3 separate regions of the Sus scrofa genome follow, and regions 2 and 3 are each linked to region 1. The links are chromatin contacts, called in public Hi-C and HiChIP or PLAC-seq maps. All regions are on one chromosome and are shown on one strand. The core of a region is the stretch at or near the end of the contact, and the rest is flanking DNA. Distances in the headings are between cores, read along the strand shown.

What was found. A called contact is a pair of places that touch in the nucleus more often than the background predicts. HiChIP or PLAC-seq counts read pairs in DNA pulled down with a chosen protein or histone mark.
Region 2: a Hi-C map of liver shows a contact between it and region 1, with 7 times the contacts expected there. The contact joins the promoter of EXOC7 here to the promoter of METTL23 in region 1. A contact is called at or near these places in 1 of 47 Hi-C or Micro-C datasets (liver) and 1 of 2 datasets of contacts at active chromatin or transcription factors (alveolar macrophages).
Region 3: a contact with region 1 is called in an H3K27ac HiChIP or PLAC-seq map of alveolar macrophages. The contact joins the promoter of WBP2 here to the promoter of METTL23 in region 1. A contact is called at or near these places in 1 of 5 promoter capture datasets (fetal liver) and 1 of 2 datasets of contacts at active chromatin or transcription factors (alveolar macrophages).

Annotation. Positions count from the first base shown.
Region 1 is chr12:4,806,481-4,810,456 of Sscrofa11.1, reverse strand. It overlaps METTL23 (methyltransferase-like protein 23), which reads left to right and starts at 1,509. Exons shown (of 5, transcript XM_003482946.4): 1 at 1,509-1,614. JMJD6 (bifunctional arginine demethylase and lysyl-hydroxylase JMJD6) reads right to left here and starts at 1,443. Exons shown (of 8, transcript XM_021066561.1): 1 at 1,048-1,443; 2 at 168-556. The coding sequence starts at 1,176.
Region 2 is chr12:5,329,970-5,333,530 of Sscrofa11.1, reverse strand. It overlaps EXOC7 (exocyst complex component 7), which reads right to left and starts at 2,036. Exons shown (of 20, transcript XM_003357964.4): 1 at 1,879-2,036; 2 at 1,623-1,688. The coding sequence starts at 1,938.
Region 3 is chr12:5,562,853-5,566,373 of Sscrofa11.1, reverse strand. WBP2 (WW domain-binding protein 2) reads right to left here and starts at 1,262. Exons shown (of 9, transcript XM_003131191.5): 1 at 1,106-1,262. The coding sequence starts at 1,164.

The DNA.
Region 1 (3,976 bases), core at 260-2,759:
GCAGCACCCCAGACCAAATCAGGCTCCGGCAGTAGGAAAGTTCCACGTGCAGCCAAGGGAGAAGCACCCACTCTTTCGGAAAGAGGTTAGCAGAGTGAGCTCAGCTGCAGCCTGCTGCTGTAGACAAGACTGTAAGCACATCACTGCCAGTCGTGCCCGTAGTTTACCTGTAAGGGGGCCTGCGCTTCTCCCCCGCATACTGGAAGAGGTCATCGGTGAAAAACTTGGGCACCGTGTAGTCTTCCAGAAGTTTCCTTCTTTTGGGGTGCTCCCCGTAGCTGCTGTCAAAGATGTAAAGGGGACTGTCATCTCTCGTGCTCTCCATGTACTCGATGTAGTATTTCATCTTCATCTTCACCGAGTAGCCATCATTATCCTCACCGCACTTGAACTTCTGGTTCCGGTATTTCCTCTTGAGGCGCTCCAAAGTCCACTTCTCCTGCGCCGACCAGCCCTCTTGGGCATTCAGCAGAACCACGGGCTTATAAGGTCTTTCATATCGCTCCACGAACTCTTCCACCGACAGCTGTAAGGCGTCTGCCCGTTCCACATTGTCCTGAGGGAATCAGAAAAGACCTATCGAGTTAAAAAAAAAAAAGTCCTGCAGCAGTTAGGGTGTCCCCCAAGGCCAACGAGCAATCACATACCTAAGGAGCCAGATTCTTGTTTCTGGCTCCTCTTCGGGAAGAAAAAAGACCTACTTGCGCTGGGGCGCATCGCACCCAGCGCCACCCACCAAGGAAAGGGGGGCTTCGTATCTCCCACCCATGGCCTTTGACAGCCACGTCCCCTAGGGCCCGTCGCCCAAAGAGTGACAGGCCTCGTGGAGGCGTCGATAGCGTGGGTCTCCAGTTGCCCAGGCAGGCGCGGCTGCAGCGCGGAGGAAGGAGGCCCGCCCTGGAATCCGGGCCCGATGACCCCGACCCCCGCGGGGTGCGGGCGAGCCCCTCGGAACTCCGGGTGCCGTGCTCGGCGCGGGCGGACCCCAGCCCCGGGGATGCCCGTGCCCTCCACCGCGCCCCTAGCCCGCGATCACAACCGGCTCACCGCCACGGCCGCTGGGTTCAGCGGGAAGCTTTCGTAGTAGTTATGCCGAGTCCAGTCCAGCGAGTCCTTCAGCTCCGGCCGCGCACTCCGCTTGGCCTCGCGGATCCGCTTCTTGCTCTTGTGGTTCATCCTGCGAGGGTCACCAGCTGGTTCCGCGACGACCTCGGCGCAGCCCGCTTCCTGCCACCAACGCGCCCCCTCCCCGGCCCCGGCGACGGCAGTACCAAAATGCCCTTCGCTCGGGCCCGGCGCCTTTAAAGCCGCCTTCCAGAAGATTCACTCCCCAACCACCTCCCGAGCCTCGGGTTGGGCCTGCGGCTGCCGTCTTCCCCGCCCCCCAGTCTTTCGCGATAAGCCATTGGCCTCGGCGCCTCCGCGGTCCGCCCTCACACGCACCGGGTCTCCGCCATGTTGGGAAGGTCGGGCCGGCCGAGCTCCTCCTCGCTGCGGCCCCGCCTCCCCTCTTCCGGCTTGCGTCACTTCCGGCAGCTCTGCCTTCTCCTGGCCAGCTTCCGGCCGGTCTGCTGCTCCAAGCACCTGTTCCGTGTCTCATTTTCCTGGCTGCCGGTCTGTTCTAGCCGCGTGGTTACTTTGTCGTCCGAGGGGTGCTCCCCCCTCTTTGCGGTCGGGTACTAGCGACCTGAGGTGGCGCCAAGGCGGCAACCTCAGGCAGGCCGGGGGGACCCCCACGTGCGCAGCCTGGAAGCCTGGCAAGCCCTGCGCCCTCCCCTGCTCCCGGCCCACCCGGGGGCCACCGACTCCACTCCCGGAGAGTGTGGCTTCCGAGGGCATGTGGTCCGGGCTCAGCGCTTTCGGTTCTCGGAGGAGCCGAGCCTGGGAGCCGAGGGGGCAGTGCTGGAGGTCCACGTCCCGCAGGTGTGTGCAAAGGCACCAGCTGGGAAGCGCGTTCGGTCCTTAACTCTGGCGCCTTTAGGGAAAGGCGGTTCAGTAGGGAGGGGCACAGGGAGGGAGTCCGCGGCTTCCCGCCTTAGGGTGGGTGGATCGCGGAGCCGAGAGATTTGATCTGAAGCCGTTTGTCAGGTTAAATACCTTTCACTAAGAACCTTGGAGGTCCTGCCAGGAAGGGGGCCTCTCCGTACTGATAATTTCTTGCCAGAAAAGAGGCATTCTTCACACCTTTGATCTTGTTGAAGGGCTTCTTAATTCAGCTTTATCTGGGACGGGGGTCGGGGGACGGAGCTCCAACCCTCACTACCCAAAGTTGCTCGCCTTGGCATTGCTCCCTTTCAGTTCGTGGTTGCCCGCACTCCCAATAGCAGTTAACACCTTATATAGGTTCAGTTTTTCAAGGCACTTTGAAGTTGCAGCCTGTGTGGTAGTTATTGGCACTAACAGTTTTAAGTATGAGAAACAGCGTAAGAGGAGTTGAAGGCTGGGGTGGAAACCCATTTCTGGCAAGTTCTAAATCACGTTGAAATACCCCTTTGGATTTCTTCCCAAATTTAGGAAGTGGGTGGGGAGACACCCTTTGAGAACCGAAGCCCCCCTTTCTCACACCCGAATCTGCATAACTAATTTTTCAGGGAGGAAATTCTTCATTGTAGTTCTGGGTAAAATCCACCAGGGCAGGTAGTTTTGTGTTTTAATCAGCCTAACCTATTGTAGGCACTAATGTTTTTGTTGAGTGTACTGAATGATTAGGTTCAGAACTTCAGGGTTGTTTTTTTTTTTTTTTTTTTTTGCTTTTTAGGGCCGCACTCGCAGCTATGGAGGATTCTCAGGTTAGGGGTCTAATCAGAGCTAGAGCTGCTGGCCTATGCCACAGCAACACCGGATCCAAGCCGCATCTGCGACCTACACCACAGCTCATGGAAACGCTGGATCCTTAACCCACTGAGCAGGGCCAGGGATCCAACCCTCACATGGTTCCTAGTCAGATTCGTTTCTGCTGCACCGCAACGGGAACTCGGGGGACTCCTTACCTTTTTTTTTCCTCCCTGCCCCCGCCCGCAGCATGGGGAAGCTCCCAGACCTGGGATGAAACGCTCACAGCAGTGACAACGCAGGATCCTTAACCTGCTGCACCACCAGGGAACCTTTGATATTTTTACCTCTTCCGCCAGGTTCCTACCATCCCACTAGGGGCACCCTTTGCTCTTGAGAACAAAGACTTGCACTTTAACAATTGCTAACTGCATACTTTGTGCCCTGCACTGTCCTTAGTTTGCCTTGAATCTTCCTAGCCCCTCTAAGGTAGCATTCTGCAGTTTAGGAAACGGAAGCACAGATAGCTTAAATAAATTGAGTGAGGTCAACACAGCTGGTAAAGCACAGATCTCAAGTCTGAACTCAGCCAGGCTCATTCCAGAGTTGTTACCTTGCCTCCCTGAATACCACACTCTCAAAATTCAGTGCTTTCCCAGAGCCTTTGTAAATTGCCTGCCTTCCTAACTCCAGGATTCTCAAACCTCTTGTAGGATGTCATTCTATGACCACAGTGTCCCTTCTTAGCATACCAACGTATGCCTGTGCTCAAAACTCCCCAGTATCTTCTTATTTGCACTTGCGGACTGCTCGGGTCCCTGCTTCCCTCTGACCTTTGCTTGTACTACACAACCCTGCCTTCAGCCCTCCCCAGCCAGAGGCCTTTCAGTTCCCGTTTCAGGGCCTTTGCCCGAATCCTCCTCTCTCCCTATCTCTAGCAGCTGCCTTGTGGTCACTGCCCATCACCCTGTTCTGTTGTGCTCGTAGCATATCACCAACCGGAAATTTGCCTGTCTCTCCCCAGTGGGACATATGTATGTGTTGGCATATGGAAGTTCCTGGGCCAGGGATTGAACCCGAGCCACAGCAGTGACAGTACCAGGTCCTTAACCCAGTGCCCCACCAGGGAGCTCCTGGGTAAATGCTTTTTGAATGAAGAATGCTTATCTTGTGGCATTGAAGTTTTATACCCCCCCCCACAGGA
Region 2 (3,561 bases), core at 787-3,286, 520 kb before region 1:
TCCGGCGTTGCCATGAGCTGCGGTGTAGGTCGCAGATGAGGCTGGGATCTGGTGTGGCTGTGGCTGTGGCTGTGGGTAGGCCAGCAGCTGCAGCTCCGATTCGACCCCTAGCCTGGGAACCTCCATGTGCCACAGGAGCGGCCCTAGAAAAGACAAAAAGAAAAAAAGAAAGAACTAGCAGTTGCTGACTGTGTTACTAAACAGCCTATGTTTTTCCAGTCTCCTCTAGGAATAAGGAAGAAACTCATACTTATTGACACGTCCCTTTGCACTAGCTTCTGTGACCTTCAGAGCTATGGGAGGCTGGCATCATCTCTGTTTCAGCTGACAAGTTAACTGAGGATCAGAGTTACCTGTCAGCAAGCTATACGCGGACAAGTGGAGGGGCAAGGACTAGATCCCAGATCTGACTTCAGAGCTCATTTTACCCCTCAAGCCCTCTGGAGTGAAAGGTGAGTCAGTAATCTCAGAAGGGGTAACCTGCCACTCCTGGGCATCTATCCAGAGAAAACCATGACTCGAAAAGATACTTGTACTCCAATGTGCACTGCAGCACTATACACAATAACCAAGACATGGAAACAACCTAAATGTCCATGGACAGAGGAGTGGATAACGAAGATGTGGTACATATACACCATGGAATATTACTCAGCCGTTAAAAGGAAAGAAAGAACGGCATTTGCAACAACATGGATGGACCTAGAAATGATCATGCTACGTGAAGTGAGTCAGACAGTGAGACACCCACATCAAATGCTCTCACTTATGTGTGGAATCTAAAAAAAGCACACAATGAACTTCTTTGCAGAACAGATGCTGACTCGCAGACTTGGAAAAACTTACGGTTGCCAAAGGAGACAGGTTGGGGGTGGAGGGATGGGCTGGGGGTTTGGGATGGAAATGCTATAAAATTTGGTTGTGATGATCGTTGTACAACTATAAACGTAATAAAATTCACTGCGTTAAAAAAAAAAAAAAATGGAGTTCCCGTCGTGGCGCAGTGGTTAACGAATCCGACTAAGAACCAGGAGGTTGCGGGTTCGGTCCCTGCCCTTGCTCAGTGGGTTAACGATCCGGCGTTGCCGTGAGCTGTGGTGTAGGTTGCAGACGCGGCTCGGATCCCGCGTTGCTGTGGCTCTGGCGTAGGCCGGTGGCTACAGCTGCGATTGGACCCCTAGCCTGGGAACCTCCATATGCCGCGGGAGCGGCCCAAGAAATAGCAACAATAACAACAACAACAACAAAAACAAAAAGACAAAAGACAAAAAAAAAAAAAAAGAAGTGGTAACCTGGCCATCCTACCCTCACTTGAATTGAGGGTGACACATGGCCAGCATCCAACCCACTTAGGTCAGTCTCACTAAGTGTTTGCAGAGGAGAGAAGGAAGCATGGAGAACTTAGGCAGAGATCAGAAAGTCCAGGCCAGCGGGGACTGCAGCATCTGAGGCCAAGGGGCTGACAAGGGGTAAGAGACGTGCCACACTGCTGCGGGAGAAACCCACGCGTCACGGCTGTCACTACCCAGACCAGAACCCCAGCCCTTAGGTCCAGGCACGACCGGGTCGCAGGGTCTCCTCCAGCGCCTGGAAGCCCCCCCAGCTGAGGAGGGGTTACTCACCATGTTCTTGGTGAGCTGGTCGCTCTTCTCCAGACTGTCTCGGATGAAGGACAGCGTCTCCTCCTCCTGGGGGGAGCGCAAAGGAGGACATCACCAGAAGCCGGAGGCTAAAGGAGCTCACCGCTCCCGTGGTCTCGCCCCCTACTCAGTCTCCTGGCAGGGAGTGTCCCCTTCCCACTCCTGACGCCTCCCTGAGTGGATGCCTGGCCCGGATCTCGGCCCCTTCCCCTCCCCCGCCTCCCAGTGCCAGCCCCACCTGCTTCAGCTTGTCCTCGATCTCCCGCCGCCGGGCGGACGCCTCCTGCGGGGGGATCATGGCTTCGACTCTGCGACTCCCACTGCCCAGTACCTCGTCCCAGCTGACCCTCTCGGCTCCCGTTCCTGTCACACCTACTTCCGCCCGTGGCCCCGCCCCGGGGCGCGCTAGTGGTGCCATATTGGGAGTGGCAGGTGGAAGTGCGCCTGCGTAGAACTCAGTACAGCGGTCTGGAGTGGCCATCTTGAGTGTGGCAGGGAGGTGTGGCCTGGATTCTCCTAGGTGAAGGGATTGCTGTTCTCATCAGAGAAGGTTCTTGGGTGGTGTTTTGTCCTGTCGCTGGCAGAACAGTAACAGCTCACTTGGCCGTCTTCGGGGGAAGGTTTACGCCTTTCACAAAATCAATGACGAACTCCTTTCTCCAGATCGAAGTCTGAATCCAGGCACCAATGTCGCCTTTCCCACAAAACGCAGCACAGAGCTTGTCACACACTAGATACCCAATTGTGCCCATTTAATGAACCAAGGACCTGTGTAGTGTCCCTCTTTGGCCCTAAAAGCTCACGGAACAGGCCCAGTGTGCAAGTAACTAGGTTTTGCAGTGGATCCAGAGCATACGTACCTGCAGTAACCTTGAACCAGTCCCCTACCCTCTCCCAACCCCACCCCCGGCCACGCCCCCAAGCTGTATTTAGAGGAGACCCCGCCAAGGAGTTGAGACATTCCGGCAGCCGCAGGAACCAAGGCTTTCTGATTTCCTCCAAGGCCCGTGAGAAATGCTCCCCGTGTGTCTGAATGCATGCATGCCTCAGTCTCTCCCTAAGGACACCACCACCCTGGGCCCCAAGCCCTTAGACAGGTCTCAGATCTCTCAGGCTTCGCCTTGCACTGTTTGCAGACTTATAGTTCTCTACCCACAGCCTGGTCCTCACCAACCCCGCCAGTAAAACCACACAGCCCTCTCCAAAGCAGACACCCTGGCCGGGCTGGGTGGCTCACAAGTCAGGATTATGGTTTCAGATGCTGTTGGGGCCATGGGTGAGCACTCTGTCCCCGACCCCGAGCCTGGGAACCTCCATATACTGTGGGTGCGGCCCTAAAAAGACCAAAAGAAGAAAAATTAAATAAATAAATAAAAGAATGAAAAGACCAGTTTCGGTGATTCCCAGCCCAATGTCAGGCACATGCTGTTGGCAGTGGACACTGATTTGGTAAAAGCTGTGATTCCCTAACTATACTCAGCACAAGCTGCTTCAGCCAAAGGAGAAAGCGGTGTTTCAGCTGCAGCCTCGGTTGCTTGGCTTTCATTCCCAAACTTGTTCAGAGCACAAATGTGAGGGTCGCCTAGAGGCCCCAACTGCCCAACTCTCAGGGATGCTCTTTCTGGGGGGTGGGGGATAGGGAGGAAGCAAGAGCTTGCTCCCTTCACAGCCTGTTTTTTTTTGGGGGGGCGGCCCCTGCACCTGTAGCATATGGAGGTTCCCAGGCTAGGGGTCCAATCAGAGCTACAGCTGCTGGCCTACATCACAGCCACAGCAACGCAGGATCCCAGCCTCATCTGCGACTACACCACAGCTCACGGCAATGCCAGATCCTTAACCCACTGATCGAGGCCAGGGATTGAATTTGCGTCTTCATGGATGCTAGTCGGATCCGTTTCCACTGAGCCACGATGGGAACTCC
Region 3 (3,521 bases), core at 13-2,512, 760 kb before region 1:
GGTGAGTGGGGAAAAGGACTGGAACCAGAAAAGAGCAGCAGAGCTCAGAGAAAAGAGGTCATTGCCAGGAAGAGTCGGACCTGGCAGACCCTGGGCAGGTGAGATGGAGGAAAAGTCAGTATTCTGAGGTCTGGGGCTCCCTAGGAACCTCCTCTGACTCATCAAGCTTTCCAAGGCGACAGCTCTGGGTTGGGTACTGCCTTAGCCAGCTATAGGCTCTGGTCCCACCAAACCTCGTCTGGGGGCTCAGATTCCTCTGCTCCTTCAAGAGGCGCTTTAGGGTCAGCCTAGCTCAACCAGAGCTGGCTGGTCTCATTCTCAATGCCGTCCAAGGAGAGAGAAAACTGACTGCGGATGGATAGGAAGAACCTTGATGTGGAAGACCTCTCTCTGGGAGTGATCCAAGCCAACAGGAAATCAGTAACCTGTCTGTCTGTCTGCAAAGACAGAGCTTTACAGAAAATGTTTTCGACATATGACAAATATTAATTACGTAATTTCACTTCTGGGCCTCGGTTTCCTATCTGGAAACTGAGCAGTTCCGGAATATACCGGAAGGCTACATACTGACAGTTAAGCCTACTGACTCTGGAATCAGACTCCTCTCCTGGTACTTTCAGCTCTGTGATTTCAGGCAAGTTACTTAACCTCTCCGTGCCTCACTATCTCGGCATGTAAATGCGTAGAGTAATAGCATCTGCCGAACAGGGCTCATGTACTTAAGCAGGTAAAAGAGGCGCCATCTCTGACTCATAGTAGCATAGTAAATACCCACGAAATGGTAATTATTTTTTGCCAAAGGCTCTCCCCATTTCTAAAGTCACCTACTCTGGGAAAAGGGCTCAAGAACTACCCGCAGGCCCCATGTGTCTCTCCGTACCCGGTCCCCGTCCAGCCGCCCCACCCTCACCCACAGCTGATCGCTACACCCCCGGCGGCTCCCTCACGACCCACCCACCTTCCTCCACCCCGCCCCCAGCCGTTACCCCCCATCCCCCCGTCAGGTCCCGTCTTCACGGGTTTACTTCCCACCGTCGACCGCCCAGCGCCTACACCCTCCACAACCGCCCTGCGGTTCTCCAGGGTCCTTGCGCAGTGTTTTCACCTCTCGGTGTTGTTGACGATCACTCCGCCGCCCTCCGAGTGATTCTTGTTGAGCGCCATGGTCTCTCGGAAAAGGGTCCCGAGACTCGACTCGAAACGCAGTGCGCTTGCGCCCTTCTTTGGCCCCGCCCCTAGTGGCGTCGTTCGTATTAGAGTCAGCCAATCACAGCTCTTGCGCGGAGGTTGGCCCTACCACCTGATCCGGCCATCACGTGCTAATAGTTTACTCCCGCTCCCCTCCCCGCTAGTTTCGCCTGCATCACAAACAAGTTCGAGACTACAATTCCCAGAAGCACTGCTCGCCCACCTCGACCTCTCCCTAGGCTAGTGGACGGACGCATGCTGGAACTTGTAGTCTCACAGACTCTAGGCGTGGATTGACTCCACTAATTGCATAACTCATCAGCTTGCGCACTTCCCACCCTCTTCCACCCAGTCGACCAAAGGACTGAAATAAACAGTTGCGCGAGTCACAGAGGAGTTAGTCATAAAGGCCCTGGACGTGAAGGCTGCTGTGTGCAGCGGTGACCGTTTACTGGGGCACCTTCTTTCAGCCCACGAATGTTTATTTTCTTATTTTTATTTTTTAGGGCCGCACCTGCGGCATATGGAGGTTCCCAGGCTAGGGGTCCAAGTGGAGCTGTAGCTGATGGCCTACGCCACAGCTCACAGCAACAACAGAGCCCCACCACTGAGCGAGGCAGGGGATCGAACCTGCCTCTTCATGGACACTAGTTCGGCTTGTCAACCACTGAGGCATGATGGGACTCCCCACAAACGTTTAGGGAACGCTTTCTACATGACTTTGTCCCTCCTTCCCCCGCAGCCCAACCCACTTAAGTAACCGCTGAGATATATAGATGAGTGCAGGACCCAGTCTTTGTTCCAGGATGTGATGGGCTGGCTGACTGGCAGAAGGGAATCCGGAAAAACTGCCTTCTCTTCCAGGAAATCAAAGCCACACCCTCCGAGGTGGGCGGTGAGACTCACCGCGCTGGGAGAGGAACCTGGGTCCAGCGGCCACACCTCACCGCCGCCTCCACCACAGCTGGCCTCGCGTGGCGCTGCTCCCTCTAGAATGTTCAGGCTTTGCAATTGGGCTCCCCAGCATTTTCCAGGCCAGAAGATTTAAACCAGAATTCAAGTAACTGAATGGATCTGGGCACAATGCAAGACGGGGAGCTTACAAAATAGGGCTGATCATCGTGACCCAGCACTACTACCCCCTCGGGGGGGGCGGGGGGGGAGCCCCTGTGGTTGTGTAAACTCCCCCACCTCTGAGGTGAATCTTTGTGGGAAATGTGGGAGGGGGGTGTCCCACCTGGCAGTGCTGGTGCATCTTTAATCTTAAGTGATCAGAGTTGGATTTTAAGCAGACAGCTGATTTCCTGACAGATAGTGTCCCACGGTGGGATCCACCTGCCTAATTTTCCTTTTGAGTCAGATTCCCTAGGTGAAGGATGAAAAACTAGAAAATATTATGAAACAGGGACCAGCCCCTGGAGGTCTTGTGCAAAACCAAGTTGGACCTTGCAGAATACGTGCAAGGAAGAAGTGCATCATGGACATGATAAAATCTGCCCTGAAAGGTTAGGTTAATTTCTCTACATGCAATCTTAGCAGTGGTGGAAAGAATGAAGTCAGGAGTTCCCTGGTGGTGCAGCAGACTGAGGATCAGACATTGTCACTGCTGTGCCACAAGTTTGTCTTTTATTTTTTTCCTAGGGCCACACCCATGGCACATGGAGGTTCCAGGCTAGGGGTGAAGCCGGCCTACCTCACAGCTCACGGCAACGCCAGATTCTGAACCCGTGAGCGAGGCCAGGGATGGAACCTGCAACCTCATGGTTCCTAGACGGAGTCCTTAACCACTGAACCACGATGGGCACTCCCCTGTGGTGCAGGTTTGATCCTTGCCCCAGGAGCTTCTCCATGCCACTGGGTAGGGCCAAAAAAGAAAGAATGAGGTCAAATTCTCTGTGCTGATATGGAAAGAGTGCTAAACGGAGTTCCCGTCATGGCGCAGTGGTTAATGAATCCGACTAGGAACCATGAGGTTCGATCCCTGGCCTCGCTCAGTGGTTAAGGATCTGAAGTTGCTGTGAGCTGCGGGGTAGGATGCTATGGCTCTGGCGGAGGCCAGCAGCTGTAGCTCCAACTGGACCCCTAGCCTAGGAACCTCCATATGCTGTGGGTGCCACCCTAAAAAAACAAACGAAAAAGAGTGCTAAGGTTTGTCAGGACAGAGTGGTGAATACATATACTTCCACATCTAAGTCTAGATATTACATTTTGGAAAGATCCACCAGACATTGTTTTTTTAGCATTATCCCATTGAGGCACAGCTCTGGGAATTAAGGTTGGCAGGCGACTCCTTGTGTATTGTATGCTCTTGTGTACTGTTTTGTTTACTGTGC